2 separate regions of the Mus musculus genome follow, and region 2 is linked to region 1. A link is a contact called in public promoter capture Hi-C data. All regions are on one chromosome and are shown on one strand. The core of a region is the stretch at or near the end of the contact, and the rest is flanking DNA. Distances in the headings are between cores, read along the strand shown. Region 1 holds the start of C4bp (complement component 4 binding protein). Region 2 overlaps Mapkapk2 (MAP kinase-activated protein kinase 2).

Region 1 (3,374 bases), core at 484-2,983:
TTCGCAGGAGTTCCCACTAAAAGGCTGAACCTATCTACTTCTAAGGAACTTGCTTGGCCAGGGATGGGCTTCCCCTTTTCTTTATAAAGCATGTTTGCTGACATTAAAATTGAACCTTGAACAGAAAGCTTGTCTTGGTTCCTTCCTTATCTCAGCGCAGCCCAGCCCTTCTTCTCTTCCAGGTTTCCAAAATGCCTTTCCAGACTAGAACCCAGGTCTGTGATCTGCTGGCCGGACACAACACTCCAGGACCCAAAGACTAACTAACAAAACCCTCAATACCAGACATAAGAATCCCTTTTTTGAGTTTTTATCTTGGGCTGTCCAAGAGACTCCCAAGACATACAGCCTCTTGCTATTGCCCTTTGTTATGCCCTAACAGTGAAAGGTAAGTCTCTATTGCTGAAGACACCATACACTTCAGAAACAAGGTCAAGAGATCCCTGAAATGGAACTGATCTGAATGTCCCCTCTCTGGGGACTTAAATGTTACTAGAAGACATTGTGCAAGCTTCCAAAAAAAGGGGAAAGGCAACCAATAGTCCTACCCAGCTCTGATGCCCATGAATGCATCAATGACCAACATGATACAGTAACCCTAAGGGTGTAATAGTGGGACATATTGTTTGAAAGTAACCAGAAACTCTCTAATTGTATTTAAGGCCCATTCAACCATGTCTGTTGCTATAAACCTAGCTAACTAACTACTCAATGCTAGTGAAGTTCCAGTTATTAGAGAATCTACAACTACTAATTTACTAAGCCAGCATAATCTCTAACAACATTCTATAAATATTTATCGTCATACTCACATAGTCTTGAACCCCTCATCAGAAAACACACACACACAAAACAAAAAACAACAACAGAAAAACCCCAACTTCTCTTTGTAACAGAGGCCACCGCAGAAAACTACAACCAATCAAAATGCAGAGTTATGGGTCCCAGTTCTGATGTCTACATCTAAGAAACACTCCTGCACCTGAGAAGAAACTACAGAGGAGGTGGCAGAACGATTGTAGGATCCAAGGGTCCAAGGAATTTACTGTGAAATTGTGTCACCTAGCAACATCAGAAACTGTATCAGAAAAGTCTCACCAACATGACCTCCCAAACATGACCCAAACAAGAACACTGATGAACATACAAAACTAGACAGTGGAATCCCACGAGGCTTTGATTCTACACAAAGAACTATAGGCAACTGAGGAAAGCTGGTAGTAAGAGCTGTGGTATTTCCCATGGAAGATCCACAGCAATTGGTTTCCTAGCGCCAAATTATCAGCCCTGAAAACATACATAAAAGTAACATTATATGGACTGAACAGGTTGTATTTAGGAATAGATGCATGTGATAACAATTAATTTAAAAAAGGAGACTATATTTGAAAGAGAACAAGAAGGGCTGTATGGGAAGATTTGGAGAGAGGAAAAGGAATGGGAAAATGTAATTAAATTGTAATCTCAAAAATAATAAATAGAACACAGAGGAGCACACACTAAAGAACCTGATGACCAGCTTTACCCACAATGCCCCACCCAAGTGCTCAGTAGCCCACTGACCTGCAATAGCAGAGAAAGACTCTGTGGTGGTACTTGGATCTCTACTGTACTAGTTTCTCCCAAGATGAGAGTTGATCATATTATCCTAAAGCTGGCCAGTACTTGCTCCATCAAAAAAGCTTCTGAAGTCTACCCACGCAAGTGATCCTTGCATTCCACCCACACAAGTTTCTGGTTAAGCAGTTGAGTATGACGGACAGGGAGACAGTCTCCTCTGTCCCGGTGAATGATTAACAGACTAGAGCAGCAGTGTTTATTTAATCTCCTTCTCTCCCAGCCCTCATTCTTCATCATGTGTTGGAATTATTTATTTTCTTCTCTGCCAACCATTTCCCCTAAGTTAGAAGGGGACTTGGAATTTGATGCCAGAATTTTCTGTCTTTTCATAATCATAAGAGTTATGCATCACAAAATCCAACCAGCCTAGGAACCTTGAGTTGGAGTTCAGACCCACTCTGACTAAAATGATTCTCTTCCCAGGACTGCAGACCCACTCAGGGACGTTGGATCTGAGGATCTTACTCTTCACTGGTCTCCAGGCATCACCAGGAGCTACAATAGACACAGTATGTGTGTTGTTTATTGAGTTCCTGCTGTGTGCTGACCTGACTGGAACATACTCAGAGCTCCACAGATATTAGCAACTACCACTACCAGGCACCAAAGGATCTCCAGAAGTCAGTCTGACACTCGTCAATATTCAGAAAAATGTAATGAAGAGGCTAATTTATGTGTTTGCGATCACATAAATATACAGATAAAGTCAAGTCCTGAAATGGACCCTTAGTCTGTTAATAATAAGTTTAAAGATTTGTGTGCCCCAAGGATTGCTCTTGGAAAGCACTTCTGGACCAGTGAGATGGCTCTGTGGGTAAATGTGCATGTCATGAAGCCTAAAGACCTGAGTTTTATCCCCAGATTGAACCAATTCGTATATGTTGTCCTCTGACTACCACAAGCATGCCATGCCCCAAATGCCCCTCATATAAATAAATAATTGTAACTCTAAGTAGTAAAAATTAGTTCTTACCAGATGTAGTGTATAATCTTGTAACTGTAGCACTTGGGAGGCTGAGGCAGGAGGATTATGATTTCAAGATTAACCTGGGCTACATAGTAAGATCCTATCTCAGAAACCAAAGGCTGGAAATGCTGTTGGGTGGTAGAGCACTTGTCTGATATGTCCAAAATCCTTGGGTTGGATCAACATAGGGAAAAAAAATTTTTTTGACATCATAATTTATGCTCTGTAATAAACACTAATGGCCTCACAAATTGAGCTCCTCCGTGAAGTTTGACCAAGTTATAAGATTTGGGGTGCACCTTCACTGATAAGCAGAAATTACTGAGAGGAAAATGAGGAGGATATTAGAGGTAAAGAAAGCACAGCCACGTCACAAAGGTAAGAGACTGATTTAATGTGATAAGAGTCCATGTAAAAGCGATCCTATGAAGTCCCGGAAGCTGATTTGGAGGAAATACCGCCCTCAGTTCACTCTTCCAAATATCGTTTATCAGTATCTTCAAGTCCTTTTCCTGCTTTCTACTACGGTAAGCGCAGAGTTCTCTCTCCCAGGGGACTAACTTATCTAAATCACAACAAATTATTTTGCCTTCTATTTTATGAAAACATTGTGCATTAGTTTAATCCGTGTCATTTTTTTTGTCCTGATCAACCCTGATTTAAAGGGTTGATTCTTCTTTTCTAAATTTTTCATCTTGTCTCTTATCCTGAAGTGTTCCTGCCATCTTGCCAAAACTTCAAACTCCTTTTTCTCCTTTAGTCTGATGCTGAGCTTCTCAAGAATGCA
Region 2 (3,374 bases), core at 324-2,823, 410 kb after region 1:
CCAGAGCAGTACTGTATTTAAAAACAGGCGCTAAATCTTTTAATTGCTCTATGGATGAGTTTCCCCAAAGTTGACAGGGAATGATTGAATGGAATTTGGTACTGGGGCCTTTGGGAGGCTCCCTAGGGCATTTCCCAATGGCAAAGTGTTACCCTGCCTAGCCCTTGTTGACTTATATTCATTAGTCCAATGCTGGGTTATACCATACCTTCTGCATACTCTAAAATTTAGTCTGGGGCCTTCTTTTTGGATTATCTCTAGAAAAAATATTATTTCTAGAAACACCTTGCCTTTCCGGATGACTTTGCTTTCCACAACTAAAACATCTGCCATTTTGATTTCCCTTTAAACTTTTTTTTTTCTTTTTTTCGAGACAGGGTTTCTCTGTGTAGTCCTGGCCGCCCTGGAACTCACTCTGTAGACCAGCTGGCCTCGAACTCAGAAATCCGCCTGCCTCTGCCTCCCAAGTGCTGGGATTAAAGGCGTGTGCCACTACTGCCCAGCCCCTTTAAACTTTTAGGAATTACTTCCCCTATCAGAGTAGCATCATAACTGTGAGCTCTAGTATCACCTAATCACAAGGAAAGTGAGGCACTGAAAGATGGATCCCAAGACCTAAAACCTGCTAGCAAGCCAGGCAGGGCAGAGTGGGTGTCAGCTCAGGAAAAGAGAGCAGAGTGCCTCAGCGCGTGAACTAGATGCTGCAGCCAAGTCAAAACTGATCAGGGAGGAAGGGGCCCCCTGTTGGGAACAGAAACTGGGGGAATGTCCATGGCTACCCTGCCCATCTGTTCTAGCACGAAGGCTCGATGTCTGTCAGACTAGAAATGCTAAACATGGGCAAGGAAGCAATCCGCAATCCAGAGTGCTAACACTCTACCCACTGAGAGGTACAGAGTTACTGCTTGTTTAAAGGGAAGACCAAACACACGGACTGGTTTACATGCACCATCTCTGGTAAAGCTCTGGGGCAGATCATCAGCTAGGCCTTCACTGTCCAGCCTGGGCTCCCTGAGAAATCACGGCCAGTGACTCGCATTTCTTGTCTCAAAGAGTTACTAAATTATGCTTAGGCCCCCATGGTGGTGCTATTTTGGGAGGTTCTGGACACTTTAAGAGGTTGAAACCTGACTAGAGAAGGCAGGTCACTAAAGGTAAGTCCTTGAATGGATTCTGTCACCAGCTCCCCATCTTGTTATTTCCCATAAACAGCTCTCTTTTACTACGTTCCTCCAAGCACATGGGGCCATGTTGACTATGGACTGGACTCTCTGAACCTTGAGCCAGTATAAACCCTTCCTCGGATGGCTTTTGCTAAGGTGTTTGGTCATACCAAAGCAAAAGCTAAAAACACTGGTGTTACTCACAATAGGTGTCTTCTCCCACTACAGACCAAGGCAATGTCTTGTCCATTCTTTGGTTCCAAGTTGTAAGTCCCCAATACACGGCACTTGAGAGGAAGTCCATAAAAATCTGCTTGCTGACTAACTCAGAGAGTCCACCCCATGACAAAAACAAGGAATGCCATCCTTGGCTTTGTCTAATATTTTACCACTGAGCTGACTAACGACATCACCGACAACAAGCTTATGAAATCTGCAGTGTGGAAAGAGCAGACAGAAACAATCAGGCGTGGCCTGGGCAACAGGGTTTTTTGTTACTGCTTTTGCTTTAAGACACAGTAGGAGAAAACATGAGGCAAAAATCGCCTCCAAGACCTGTTAGTATTTCTGGAGTCACTACAACAGCAGAGGAGGAAGGAACCTTGTCACAGGAGTGGCTCCAGATACCAGGGAGCAAAGGCTCTGTCTGCCTGCCTGGGGTGGACCCAGCCGGTCTGCCACCATCTGGGCAGTGGCCCCAAGGAGGTTCCTATCGTCAGGCCTCCAGTCCCCTTCCACACAGAATAGGACAATAATGTATCTTCCTCAGGGAGGGGTTAATAAAACTGGGCTTAGATCTGTGCCTCCTGCAGTAAACATACTTGTTGGTTTTTGTTATTAAGCTACTTCTAAGAAAAACAAAGGGTGTAAAGAATTGTGACTAAAGGCATAGTTCTAAAGTTCATTCAAATACCAACTTCAACCTTGCCTGGCCTTAACCAATGACTTCATTTTCTCAATCTACACTACCCTCAGCCACTTAATGCAGACAGTGATAGTATCTAAATGTGTATCAAATATGTATCAAAATATGCCATGAGTTTCTCGTTAGAGACAAGGAAGAAACAGAAGCACAAACTTTCCCAGATGGCCTGCTGACCAATAACCAACTGACTGTAAAAAGATTGGTCACTGCCCACAATATTACCATGTGCACGGTGACCTGCACACTCAAGAGCTCACAGAGAAGTTTGTCCTCCACACAATCACTCAATGCTAATCCACCACGGCAGCCGAAAGCTGAGCCACGCTGCCGAGAACTGGTCATTTCATCTGTAGTAGGTGAAACTCATGAACGTTAGAAAATGAAGACCACACAAAACACATAACTTGGAAGTATGCACACTAGAGATCCATAGTGATTAGCTTTAGGAAAAGCAACAGCTTGGACCTGTTTTCAAACTAGGCTGACCCTCCCCCCATCAAGACCACTTCATTCTACTTCCTGATCAGCAGGAACAAAAGACTCCAAGGGAAATAAATGTTGCCCCACAAACCTAGCAGGGACCCGTCCTCTGGAAAGTGATGGATGGATTGCTTCATGGATGTGCATGTCCTGTGTAGGGGCCATGCTAGTCTTCTCTGTATAGTTCCATCTTTAGTGAGTGTGGTACCACCAAACTATACTGATGCTTGCCCCAAGGCACACTTGGCAGTTATCTGGCATAAGTGTTCATTATCACTGCTTTGGGGAGCACATGGCAACTGCATCTAAGCAGTGAAAGCCATAACGTTGCTCATTCCTACAAATCCCAGGACAACATCAACTTCTACCCTACCCCCACTCTCCCTGGCTCCTATCACAACAATGCATCTAGTCAATAATACCACAGCTAAGAAAGGCTGATTTAAACCAGGGTCCCAATAAAGCTAATTTTAGTAGTAGCTTTTTCATCAGCTAGAAGCAGGGATTAAATGAGACAAGAGCAAACAGAATGTGTGCAGCTCCTGTTCGAGGATTCAATGTGATATCACGCTGAGTATCTTAACAGCAACATCAGTCAGTCGGATGGGCAGCACTGTGATGGACAGTAACTCATCTGGCACGGCACAGCGCCACCCACGGTCTGCACTGCACACACACACACACACACACACACACACACACACACCACACCCAGGGTGCCGCAGCTCAGCTCTAGGTCACACAGGGAAAACTGTGCTCCTGCTCAGAAGAGGAAAACCACGCTGTGGCAGATCTGAGGACCACAA

What was found. Promoter capture Hi-C pulls out the DNA fragments that hold promoters and counts their contacts.
Region 2: a contact with region 1 is called in a promoter capture Hi-C map of liver, with 2.6 times the contacts expected there. The contact joins the enhancer-like site here to the promoter of C4bp in region 1. A contact is called at or near these places in 5 of 39 promoter capture datasets (cranial neural crest, embryonic stem cells, liver and 1 more) and 1 of 9 other capture datasets (embryonic stem cells).

What each region holds. Positions count from the first base shown.
Region 1 is chr1:130,659,885-130,663,258 of GRCm38.p6, forward strand. C4bp (complement component 4 binding protein) reads right to left here and starts at 1,734. Exons shown (of 10, transcript NM_007576.3): 1 at 1,564-1,734.
Region 2 is chr1:131,070,973-131,074,346 of GRCm38.p6, forward strand. All of the region lies in intron 1 of Mapkapk2 (MAP kinase-activated protein kinase 2), which reads right to left. It also overlaps the pseudogene Gm25549. Among named protein-coding and RNA genes, the nearest start is that of Mapkapk2, 25 kb to the right of the region's middle. Within about 2 kb of position 1,574, at least 49 of the 459 cell types and tissues checked have an H3K27ac peak or open chromatin away from gene starts, as enhancers often do. A contact at or near this core is called in liver, where this site is marked.